2 separate regions of the Lactuca sativa genome follow, and region 1 is linked to region 2. Evidence: chromatin contacts called from public Hi-C data. All regions are on one chromosome and are shown on one strand. Each heading gives the region's core, a stretch centred on a gene start, on an enhancer-like site or on the middle of the called end of the contact. The rest is flanking DNA. Distances are from core to core; before and after follow the strand shown. Region 1 holds the start of LOC111878174 (eukaryotic translation initiation factor). Region 2 holds the start of LOC111878195 (QWRF motif-containing protein 4).

Region 1 (6,719 bases), core at 3,100-5,599, 130 kb before region 2:
TACACTTCAAAACATCCCCCACCACCTTGAAATCCAACCCACCAGACACCACCAAAAGCCCCATCATCTGACCAAAACTGTCAGGTGCTTTTGGCAAATCAATCGCGATGTCATCCAGCAACGAGCCGTATGCGGTGCACCCAGCGGTCAAGTCGGCTCGAGTCAGAACCTTTTTGGAAACAAGATGGTCCAGCAGCTTCACCAACGGTTCCACACACGGTGCGCTTTTCTCCAATGCTAACGAAACCGCTTCCTTCACAAACTCAGGGTAATATTCCGGTGCTTTGAGCTCCTCCACACACTGTAAAGCCTCATCAAGCATCCGCACACTAAAATATTCCTCCAGAAGCGAAACCGTTTTCCTCCTCAGCTCATCAGGATTCTTCACCTTCACCGGAGCAGCTGCAACCGGAGACGGAGCCGGAGCCGGAGCCGGAACAGGTTTCGCCGGAGATACAGGGACAGGAGTAGCACCACCACCACCACCGCCACTTCCCTGCAACAGGGCGCTTGATTTGCCGCTAATGAAACCGCCGGAGCCTTGTGGGAGAAATCTTTGAGTTGGTGATGGTGTTTTGTTGAGTAAAGGTTGTTGTTGAGCACCGCCTCTAGGCATGTTGCGGGACCTCTGAACCTCCCAGTTATCGTTTTCTAAACCGGGTGTCCCGGGCATCATGCGGGGCCCAGGGGACATCCCGGGTGTTCCGGGCATTAAGCCACCTGCCCCCGGGCGGTTGAAACCACCGCCACCGCCACCGCCTTGTGCTCCGGCAGCCAACGCGCGGCTGTTTCGGATACTCGCGGTTGAACCAGGGCGGAGTCGCATGTTCTTCTCCGCTTCCGTGTGAATCTCAGTTATAGTCTTGGCTTTCACCTTAAGAACAAGATCCAACATTAATGATCTATTTGTACAGATGGAATGGAATGGAAGAATGGAATGGAATGGGTGATTACCTCTTCGCGCCTTGGAATCCAGTTGTTTGATCTGAGATCGATGACATCACGAACCATGAACCTCATTCGTGGAGCTAGTTGTTGGTTTGTTGTGAGCTCTTTGAGTCGGTTGAAATAAAGATCATTAATACGCCTTGATTTAAGGCTCTCGTCTAGTTGTTTGCCAATGGTGTTAAAGAATTGGCATATTGCTTCTACGTTTTCCTCCTCTGGACAAATTTTATTGTCTGATCCTAAAAGCTCCTGTCATGTCATGTCAAATTCACCATAATAAGAAAAATAGTGAAAGTAAAAAATTATAAAAAGAAAGAAATGGAAGTAGATGAAAAATGAAACCTGAACAATGTGATGCACGATCTTTTCAGGGACCATTTTCTGCTTCAAAAGCTCACCAATAAGTTTGATGTTTCCAAGTGTGCGAAGTTTAATCATTCGCTCTTTGTCTCTGCGTTCAGATTCTTGTTCAGGGGCAGACATCTGTCTTATTTCTGCCCTCAGTTTGTCAGCACCTTCAAATGCCTCTTGACAATTATTTAACAAAACACGTTTGAATGTAATCTCCTTTCCATCAGGTTCATCAGATGGAAATGGTGGAAGCTTTGTATTAAGATCTGAGCACAGTTGAGCATACATTGGGCAAAAAGTTGGCTCAAGAACAGCCTTATCAAATATCAACGAGATAACCCCCTAAAAATTCCATAAACAACCACCATATTATTATTAATTTGTTATGTAATATATATATATATATATATATATATATATATATATATATATATATATAATACATACAAACCTTGAGAATATCAGCTGTTGTGATTCCTGAGTCAATGAGTTGACCTTTGAGGAGGTCAAACTTTTCCGGAGTCAACTTGTTCAGAATACTGAAAATCAAAAGGTATAATGATAATTTGAATAAATGGATTATGATTTTTCAAGTAGAGTTTTTTTACTAGTTTACCCTTTTACAGTCTTCAAGACACGATCCTTATCAGAGAGAGTCCCCCTCCGAACTGACCAGGGCACCTCAGCTTTGACAAGAGCAGGAGCAGGACCCTGTTTAAAAAATAGCAATGTACTTTCAATCATTTGTTCATTAAACTACAATTTTGTAAAAGAAAGAAAGGAAAGTAGGATGCTATAACACGCAAAATGAATGAAACTGAGAAATCCATTGTCAATAATATATAACAATATAGAAGAAAGATTTAATTTACAAACTCACCCCTTGGTTAGGAGAGGCCTGTGATCTACCAAACTGTGAGTTGGAATCTTGCCTATTATATTGATTCCCATCAGACCTGCCACCAAAGTCTCGGTTTTCTCTACCGGAATCCCAAGACCGCTCCTCCACAGGAGGCGGTGCTCTTCCACGCCAGTCCCGGTTGTCAGGCTCAGAGTAGCGTGCCTGAGCAGGAACTGCCACCTGTAAATAAATAAAACATTCTTGGAAAATTAAAATTGATTTTCACAAATAAAAAACAATAGCACACTGGCTCTGGTTCACAGTGCCTACAATAGCACACTGGCTCTGGTTCACAGTGCCTACGGATGAGAAGGGCATTTGCACATATGAGAGTTTAAGAGTAAGTCTCTGTCCCACCTTTTTTAATAGGACAAAAAGTTACAGTTTTTGTCATATTGACATAAAGTCCATGTCACACCTTTTTTGATTAGACAAAAAAAATTAACCGTTTTTGTCCCATTGACATCGATGTGACAAAAAGTTGCAATTTTTGTCACTTTGACAATAGTCATTTTTTTGATAGGACAAAAAGTTGCAATTTTTGTTATATTGACATAAAGATGATATGAAATGTTTGGTGCTTACAGTTCCTTCAGATTTGGTCCAGTTTTGGGCCTCCCCAAAAAATTCAGTTTCCACTTCTTGTTTGACTTTAAGTATCTCCTCGGGTATATCTACAACCTACCACCAAATAAAAAACAGACTTAATGCGTATCAAAAACCAACATTAAATCGGTGTTAAGACAATTAGAAGACAAAAAAAGAAGCTTAAATGCAGTGTTTAATGCATTACCTCCCTGAGTTGTAACAGCTGATCTCTGGTGAAACGAACACGTTCACGAAGCTCGAATCGGGAATCATTGTTCTAAAATAAGACAAAAATTAATGAATTTAAAAGTTAATATTGAGGCTATTGAAAGAAAAAGATCAAAGAGTTATATGTACCAAATTGCCAATAGCAAACATATTAGTAAAAGAACTCTGTTACATTATATTGACAATCTTTAACTACCAAAAACTCATTAAGATATCCATGCTCAATACCCACTTGCCAAATTACTCAACATGTTGAGTGGAATTCTATAGAACTACGCTTGCTTCCATAGGAAATTATCAATTACTTGAGTAAAAGGAATGTCTGAAACTAATTATCAATTAGAGAGACTATGTAACAACCAAATAATTGTGGAGATACAGATATTATCTAATTCTGAAAAAAGAATGTGCCTGTAATGAATTCAAGGTAACTTCAAATGAAAATCATAAAAAGGGTAATGAGCATCGCATATGCGAACACAATTTCAGTGGGTTTCTCTATGGGAATCTAATTCTCATGTAGCTTACAGAATATATTGAATATCTTAAATTACTGTTTCCAAAAACCTTGGTCATAAGATTAAATCCTATTAAACGTAAATCATGGACATTCTTTCTCAGATCCCTGTTTGCCACAAACCACATATCAGAGGTCAATCAAAGAAAATCTTGAATCGATATGTTACACTTTCGGTTTGATTTAAACTAACATAAGTCGCTGCTCATGCATCGGAGATCGAAATATATACACAATATTCACGTATTAACAAAATAGACAATACATGAGACTGAGGACTAGATAAATATAAACAAAACAGATATCAACTAGATGAGGAAAAAAAATCAACTAAATACCCACAAAGATGAGGTTCAAAGAGATACAAAGCCCAGATCCAATTAGGGTTAAACCAAAGTAACAACCTTGAAGGCGGCAAGAGATGGAGCGCCAGCACCGCCATGAGGTCGAAGGGCAGGAAGATCAGAAGAACCGAAAGCCAACGAATCAAAGCGAGGGCCAGAAGTTCTTCCTCGATTTCCACCACCAGGTCTCAAGCTCAACGCCGTCTGATCAGCCTGCATACCTCGATTGTTTCTATCTTTTGCTCAAATCGAACAAAAAGCTTAAAGTTGAATCGGCGATTGACGAACACAGCTAAAGTAAGTAAAATCAAGATTCAAACAAATCTTGATATATATGAAAGATAGGGTTTTCTGTAGGGATAGATGGAGAAAAAGAGAGATTAGGGAAGGAGCTTTCTCTCTCCTGGAGGAAGTGAGAGAAAGAAAAAAGAGGAGAGAGAGAAACCCTTTAACTTGGTGGTGCGATACTGCGCATCGTATTTAGACTATTTTATACTCGAAAATTTCCCCCATTTTGTGTACTTTTTTGGTTTTGAAAGGATGATAATTGTATTTAATATGTTTATAACTCCTTCTTCTTCAAGTACAAAGGACACCTTCTAACTTTGTGAAATCGTTATCTTAGTCCCTATATTTATTTGTATTATTCACTCTTTATGTAGGGTTTTTAGTATGGATGCAAATTTGATTTGTATGTTCGTATACTAGTAGGGAGTCGATCTTAATAGGATTGGGCTTCTTTTTTTGATGAGTAACGGGATGGAGATTTTGTGATGATCCAACGTTGAAAGGCTTGTTTGGTTCGGATCAACCCATCATCATAGATAATCATGATAAATAGTAGAAAATATGTTGATCTCGATCTCTTTCCAAGTCCAATCCCCTGTCAATATGTATCCTTTATTTTGATCTATTTTCTGAATTATTAGTATTGTCCCCGTGCATTATTTCCTTTGTGAGGAAATACATTCCTCTTTAGGAGCATTATGATATGTAACTCAAATGGTCTTTTATGAAGTCTCTATTGTTTGGGGATTTGTTTTCATATATGAAATAGACACTAGGTGGTGATGGGTATGACACTATTTTCCTCCATAATTATTGTTTATATTTTTAAGATTTTTTGTTTTTTTTAAATACTAAATGGCTACCCCCCCCCCCCCCACACACACCCCCAAATGTTCCCCATAACCTATTGGGATTCTTCCCTTGTTAGGGTCGGTACAGGGATATGGATTGTATTCACCGTCAATTTCTCATCTCGTTTCCGTCCTTAGTTTTTATCACTCTCTTATGGATATAAAAGTAAAACATAATTAGGGTTGGTTTGTTAGATTATGTTAGGATCAAAATGATTTGTTAAACTACTTGGGATTAGATTTATACTAAAAAAATTATTTAACTAAATATGTTGATGTTTTCAAATTTGATATGTTAGAATAATGGGTTTACCATTGGTTATTCATTTTTTTCTTAATCTAACATGTAATATAAATGGGTTAAATATAGGTATTTCATTTAATCTCAAAGTTACATGATAAAAAAATAATTAAAATGTAAACTCAAATAAACATCTAATTGGATAATTGTCAAACAAAGGTTACTTATTCAATTATTCCACAATTTAAAAATGTTATATAAGGATTAACTTCATTATAAAAGAGTAACAAAACAATTAGATTAATTGTAATTGAATTTTATGTGTATGATGAGCTTTCAATTTATGTATTTATGAAGTTGGTTTTCATATTTTTTTGTAATTCTAATTCTAGAATTTTAGTAATTACTCTTGCATTTGATTTTATTCGTATCAATGAATTAATTCATATTCAAAAAAACTTGTTAAACTTTTACGTTATTGAAACCTCTCCCCTCCACAAACTATAATCGATTTAGGACCCACAAGTGGTCTTAAAATAGTTTCCATGTTTGTTGTTACATTTATGAAAAGTTTTAAACACTCATGTTATCTATCATTTATTAAGCGACGGCTAACCAAACATCTTTTCCCTCACTGTTTATGAAAAAAATTTAGCAAAACAATATGTTCATGTGAACTACAATATGTTTCAAATCATTAAAGATGATCCTGAACATGCCAAAATCACGATAAAAAAAATCATTTTTCAAATCAGAAGAAACCATTGTTTTTTTAAAAAACATAACAAAATCAAGTATAAACTACAAATGTCTCAATATCAGTGTATCATAAATCTCCAAGAACATGACATAGAAGGATGTGTACGATAACGCATTCGTCTTGCCACGGTCATCTGAAGTACCAAAAACATGAGACTAAAAACCGTAAGTCAAAGCTTATTAAGTTTCCCCAAAGTACCACCACACAAACATATAACAGCATGCATATTGGGTCCACAACTAACAGACTGGATTACTCATGAGTCCACAGCATGAGTCTGGCTTGCCTTTCGGCCCACAACTTATGGTTGGCTTACTCCTGAGCCCACAACATAAGTCTGGCTTGCCACTCGGGCACACAGCTTATGTATGGCTTACTCCCCGGTTTGTTGGCTTCCGCACAAAGCAGATGTGCCTCAACCCGACCAAACTTTGTCGACATATACATATCAGATAACATATATCCAGTAAATAAATAATCATATAACCAATCAATAGACTAACAGGTATATCTACAAATCATTATCACATAACAATATCCTATATACCATAACTCAGTCCTAACATATCAATACAGCATATCAACATCCTCAAAACCAAGATACATAACCCAGCGGGCCATAATTGCTTTTTTCGACCCACAAGTACAATGAGGAAAACTCACTTTTGAGTCTGAACAGATAGTTGAATAGGTCACTGCTTC
Region 2 (6,556 bases), core at 3,497-5,996:
GGACTTAATCTGGTAAGTTATACCTGGGTGTTTCTTTTTAACTTAATACAGAAAGAACGAATTCAAAGGAGAAAGTAAGGGAAATGAGGCCTTCTTTGTTAAGGCTATGTTTGGCGTACTAGTTGAGAAGCTAGCTGATAGCTGAAAAACTAGTTATATGAAAAGCTAGCTGATAAAATTTGACGTTTGGTAAAACTAGCTGAAAGATATTAAATGACATAAAAGGACATTTAAAAGAATATGTTTTCTATAATTAATTAAGGGGTATATTTGGAAAATTTTAAATAAAGCTCCTAAAAAGCTAGTCTATGTCGCTTTTTAAAAAGCTAGCTTATAAGCTACTTTTTGGCTTGCCAAACATGACAACTTAAAAAAACTTGAAAAATAAGCTAGCTTATCAGCTAGCTATGGCACGCCAAACACAGCCTAAGTCCTAACCTTTTTTTAAACCTTTCCCTCAATTACCTTTTCTTTTAAAATGTGCTATCATTTTCTCAAATATTATTTAAACATCATTTATCCGGACAAAAAAGTTGTTATTTATCATGGACTTATGGTTGACAGGGTGGTGCAGGTACTTGGAGTGATGGAAAGTTGGTGACTAGAATTGGGAGGAACAGTGGAAGTGTTTTGTCTGTGAGTCTACTTTCTCCATTCTAGGCAACACATTTGCATATATTTATTCATAATAGCAACATACATAAATTTCTTTACTGATAATATTAATAGCAATATGTAATGTAACACTCGTAAGCATTTTTTTTTTCCTCAAAAACTCAGGTTATGAAAACCTTAGTTCGGTTTGGAGCTCCAGAAAGCATCCTGGTTGATGGAAAGCCCCATTTAGGAACCGATAGACTCATACCACTTCTCCGTAACTTTCGACAACATTTACAAGATTTGGGGGTGAGTTACATGTCTTAATTGATTAGGAGGGCATTTTCGTCTTTTGCACAAAGAGCAAAATAATTGCAATATTTTGTCTCATTAATATCTGTCAGTGTCAGTGTCACTTCTCTGTCACTGTCACTGTCTATGTCAATGTCACTACTGTCTCTGACTCTCTGTAACTGTCACTGTCACTGTGAAATAATACAATTAATTGAATTTTGTTATTTGCGAAGGTTAATATAAGGTTTGGAAGTAGGGTGGATGATCTGATTGTAGAAAATGGTCATGTTGTTGGAGTGAATGTATCTGATTCAAGTGGGAGATTAGGGTTTAGTAGTGAGAAGCTGGGATTTGATGCAGTTGTTCTTGCAGTTGGGCATTCTGCACGTGATGTATACCAAATGCTTCTTTCTCATAATACGGAATTGGTCCCTAAAGATTTTGCTGTATGTTCCAATTAAACCTTGCATAATACATTTATATTGTGTGAGATAAACTTTTTTTTAATAATATATTTTGGACTTGTGTTATCAACAGGTTGGTTTGCGGATTGAGCATCCACAAGAATCGATAAACATCATTCAGGTTGGAAATATTTTGTGCCAAATTTACTACTTTCTCCCTCCATCTGATGAAACTTGCAATGCATCAAAATAAACAATCATAAAATTTCCATTTAAAGATTGTTTTGACAACTAGTTCTTTTAATATTTATCAAGTATCTAGACTCCTATTCAATCAAGACAAAATAACAAGGCTAACTTATTGTAATTTTTATGTGACAAAGGGAGGAAAATGATGTTTTTAAGTGGCATATCTATAGTTTTTCTAATTTTTTTTAATCTTTTAAACATATAGTACTCAAAATTGGCCAATGAGGTTCGAAGTGGACGTGGGAAAATACCAGTTGCAGATTACAAGGTTGTTGAATATGTCAAAAGAGAAGATAATAACGATACACCACAAAGGAGTTGTTATTCTTTCTGCATGTGCCCTGGTGGACAGGTAAAATAAAAACATGAATCTTAGGTTGTGTTTGGTTTGTGGATTCCTCCAGAATTGGAATGTGAGATTCCAGTCCTTGAGGTGTTTGGTTGGTAAATGATCAGAATTGAATTCCATTCTCCTTTTACCAGAGAAACAAAAACCTCCTTACAAACTCTTCTAACCAAATGCGTGACACATTTCAATTCCTTCAGATTCCAATTCCTTTGACTGATTCCATTCCATTGACGGATTCCATTCCTTCCAAAACATCTACAGGTGGTTGTAACGAGCATAGACGCATCAGAACTTTGTATAAATGGCATGTCATTTTCTCGAAGAGCATCTAAATGGGCTAATGCTGCACTTGCTGTCACTGTTTCACCAAAGGATTTTAATGATCTTGGTTTTCATGGACCTCTTGCAGGTGTTGACTTTCAGGTACTTCTTTCCATCATCAACATTCATACGCTCTATTACTTTTTCATTTACAAAATCATACAAACTTTTCTCCTTAAAAAACGCGTTTGTATTTTCTCAGAGGGAATTCGAACAAAGAGCAGCTATTATGGGAGGTGGAAATTTCGTTGTCCCTGTGCAAAACGTTAAAGATTTCATGGATAATAAATTGTCTGGTAAAATTTTGATTTGATTCATGTCCTTAAGCCCCAGTGTATTACACTGCAGTCTGAGCAGACTATTGTTGATGTGACAAAAGTTGCAATTTTTTGTTTTATCCAAAAAAGTAGAACAGAGTGGGACAGGGATAGCAAAAGACATAAATGCCCTCCCTCAATTAACGGGTTTTTTTGTTGTGTCAGCAAGTAATATACCATCTTCAAGTTACCGATTAGGGGTGAAGGCAGCAAATCTGCATGAGTTGTTTCCTGTTCATATAACAGAGGCATTACAGCATTCAATCATGGCGTTTGACCAAGAGGTTTTTTACTTTGACTTTGCACAATCTTCAAAAAATCCATGAGTTTGAATGTAAATAATGTTTCTTGTTGTATTCAGTTACCAGGATTCATTTCCAATGATGCCCTTCTTCATGGAGTAGAGGTAATATTACTAGTTTCCTCCAAAAATAATGAATTAACAAAAACATGTTCTCCCCTCTAAGTCTTTACTTTTTACAAATTTGGCCCCTCATTGCAGACTAGAACTAGCTCTCCTGTCCAGATTCCTAGAAATCCAGACACTTTCGAGAGCATGTCATTGAGGGGATTATATCCAGTGGGAGAAGGTGCAGGGTATGCAGGTGGGATCGTGAGTGCAGCCGTTGATGGGATGTATGCTGGTTTTGCTTTGGCAAAAAGTCTAGATCTTTACAAAGCTGATGACATTGAATCACTTTTTGGAAGGACTCAAAGTTCTGGATTCAATAAATATTAAACGTAACATACAAAATAGAATTTTATTTGAATAGTCCACAAATTTTGATCCTTTAGAAATACGTTATCTATGTAACATGAGGTAAGAAATCAAATTCGTTGCATAATCTGATAAAAAGACTTGACTATACATTTCGTTATATTATGATTAAAATAAAAATATTGTACAACTTCTAGGTTAGTTGAAGGCCTATAAGTGGAATGAAAAGATGGGACTTGTGGTTGTCAATGGTACTACTAGTGATGCAGTTGGTACAATTGAATTTTTTTAAGTGGACTAAAATTATTAAAATTATCGATTTGTAGGTATTTGCACATGATCTCTCATGATTTTAGCCTCCAAACATGCTTTATGTTCAAGTTTGGAGATGTTTTGTCCTTTTCACATTCAAGTGTTTTAGTTCCATTTCATGCACTTTTCTTTTATTATATTAAATTATGAATTTGAATGATTGGTAATCATAAAGTAATCGGAAACTTTGATACTAAAAATATTTTATTACCGGTCATTCACAAAGACAAAATGATGGAAACTTGTAGAGCAAAATATGTTTTATAAAATTATTCATTATTTTTAATTGGCAAAAAAGTGTTTTTAGAATTTTAGACTATTAGTTACCTGTTTCCTATTTATGTGGCTTAATATATTTTTTTAATCTATTCTGAAAAACAGTTGGACAAGTTCCATGGCTATTATTTATTGACGAGCGTGAAAAATTAGTTGTAAACAATTCAACATTTTGGTAGGAAGCAATGGAGGAGAATTTTGTGTAGATGACACGTGGCATGTCATGAAGACTTAGATGCTTCAATTTTACATCATGGTGGTTGTTATTGTGAAAAGTTAAAGGCATTTAATGATTGCAGTTAAGATTTATATAACTGATATAAGTAATATTGTGTTACATAGCATGTGCTAAAGTTGAATTTTTGTGTGGTTTAAAACTTTATACTAATTATCTTTTGTATACCGGGTTATGGACTTATGGTATGGCTTTCTTCCTCTACTTCGTAAGTAAAGTTTTGTTTGAATTTTGAAATAAAATATTACACCCTTTCAGTTTTTGTCAAAAAAAAGAAAAATTGAAAATTATTGTTGTTTGTTTTGAAGTATCTAAAATCCAAATGATATTCAACATGTAAAATTTACATTTATACACCTCGAGTTTTGATCATCAACAAACGAGTTCAACTTGTATGTTGAAAGTGTATGTATGTATATTTGGCAACGAGCTTTCGCCTATTTAGATTTTACGAAAAATATCAAACTAAAGAAAACATTTCATTTAGGAGTAAAAGTCTAAAACTTTTATTTTAAACAAAAATTTATAATCTAAAAGTTATTTCAAATAAGTTTTGAAAATCTATCGTATTAAAACAAAGAAATTTGTTTAATATCTAGATGACATTGATATAATTTATTGTATTTTATAAACTCCAGTTTGGTCAAAATCTATATACTGGATTTTGCAAATAAACATAAAAAAATGTTACAAATTTGACCATAAGAAGTGCACGAATATGGATCCGATCCGATTTCAATGACATAATCATAAATCCTATCCGGATCCACCAAAATTCAATCCGGGTTGAGGTGGGTTTGACCGGATGATGGATTTGGATCCGCACTTTGGCAAATTTTATATCAAATCTAAATTTGTCTCTAGAATATGATCCGGTTATAATCTAGTGGATCGGATAATCCAATCCAATTTAGTCAAAAATCCGGTTTCCAGATTAGATCAAATCCAAATCGGATATCCATTGTTTATATATGTATACTTATTTGCATAAAATATACAAAGATTTTTACTATATTTATCGTAATATTTTTTTTACCGGATGAAAAGTCAAAAACATCTAATTTATTTCTCTTGGTTTAGATTTGTAAAGAATATTTATGTCTTCTGAAATACGGATCAAAATGTTAAATAACCTAAATATAAACAATGAAAATCCAAGTTTGTATACGGTTTATAATTAATCCGGTTCCGAATCAAACCGATTCTCAATATCGGGTTTGCTTTCCACTTCATCCGCAATGAACAGTTGAACACCCCTAATTTATCTTAAGCATAAAAAAGATTATTCCTTGGATTAAAGTTGATCTCTCGTGGCGCCAAAACATACTTTTCCACCTCCTTCAACAACGTCTCCCTGTTCAAATCCTCAGTTTTAACCAATCAAAACTTCAGGATTTAACTCTTCATATACCTCTCCTCAACTCTCCGATCGATCAAATCACCTTTCATGATTTCATCACCATAACTGATCGCTGCTCAGATCACTTTTTCTGGTCTCTTTCTGCGTAAGTTTGCATGAATACTGTGTAAATTTCAAATTACTATTATAATTTATAAACTGTTAGGATTGTTAGATTCTTATATTTCAATCTCAATATTTAAAAAAACTACTGCTGTGTTTAACTTTTGTGATCAAACTTATTGTCATTAATGATCAATTGAGATTCGCCGTTTTTAATTAGTTTGATTTAATAGTTTTCTAATCTAGGGTTTATGCTAGCATTAATATGTGTAAAAAAAGAAGAAGACAATAGATCCACTTTAAAGTGGAGATCTTATTTCCGTGATGGTATTAAAATAATAATTTTCAGAACAATGTGTTTTCCACCGATTCTGAGAATTCGGCACTGTTCCACAAATCAGGGACATGATCTGCAAAATCCAGACATTATATCATGTAGTGCTCATAACTTCATATAAAATGTTACTCTTGTACTACAAAATTATGAGGTTTTAATTTTTTTTTTTATCATATCAGGTTTTTACATCGATAATCGTACCTCAGTCTCGAAATTTGCAAATTCGATGAGTAAAATAGCTTTTTTATCAATCTACTCATCAAATACTATATTTCGTTTCATCAATTAATAAGTAAATCCAAAATGGAAAATGAGATTTCAGGAGTTTTCATGGTATTAAAAATATTTTCCGATCTGAGGTTCAGACATGCCTTACATGGATTTATGACATTATTCGATCCTTCTTGTTTATATGTATTATAAATATATGTTTGTCTTGGTGAGCTGATTCAATGAATCAATGGAGATAGACAATGATCTTCTTCTGCACATGGTCCTCCATGTTTGTTTCCTCAACCCTTATGATTCTATACATTATTACCATCTTAAATTTAATGCAACTATTTGTCTATTTCTATATGGTTAAACTTTGACTGTAAAAACCTACACGTAGACTTCACTTTTTCAACTCCAATATGTTATATATATATATATATAATGAGATTCTGATTGTCTCTCCCTTCCA

What was found. A called contact is a pair of places that touch in the nucleus more often than the background predicts.
Region 1: a contact with region 2 is called in a Hi-C map of seed, with 6 times the contacts expected there. The contact joins the promoter of LOC111878174 here to the promoter of LOC111878195 in region 2. A contact is called at or near these places in 2 of 4 Hi-C or Micro-C datasets (leaf and seed).

Annotation. Positions count from the first base shown.
Region 1 is chr5:222,799,784-222,806,502 of Lsat_Salinas_v11, reverse strand. LOC111878174 (eukaryotic translation initiation factor) reads right to left here and starts at 4,349. Exons shown (of 9, transcript XM_023874686.3): 1 at 3,938-4,349; 2 at 2,994-3,065; 3 at 2,786-2,881; 4 at 2,180-2,380; 5 at 1,916-2,010; 6 at 1,751-1,838; 7 at 1,291-1,641; 8 at 955-1,197; 9 at 1-874. The coding sequence starts at 4,096.
Region 2 is chr5:222,672,267-222,678,822 of Lsat_Salinas_v11, reverse strand. It overlaps LOC111878195 (QWRF motif-containing protein 4), which reads left to right and starts at 4,746. Exons shown (of 7, transcript XM_023874703.3): 1 at 4,746-5,577. LOC111878173 reads left to right here. Exons shown (of 13, transcript XM_023874685.3): 4 at 565-636; 5 at 781-906; 6 at 1,125-1,337; 7 at 1,429-1,476; 8 at 1,750-1,896; 9 at 2,155-2,316; 10 at 2,417-2,510; 11 at 2,697-2,815; 12 at 2,893-2,937; 13 at 3,034-3,399. The coding sequence ends at 3,270.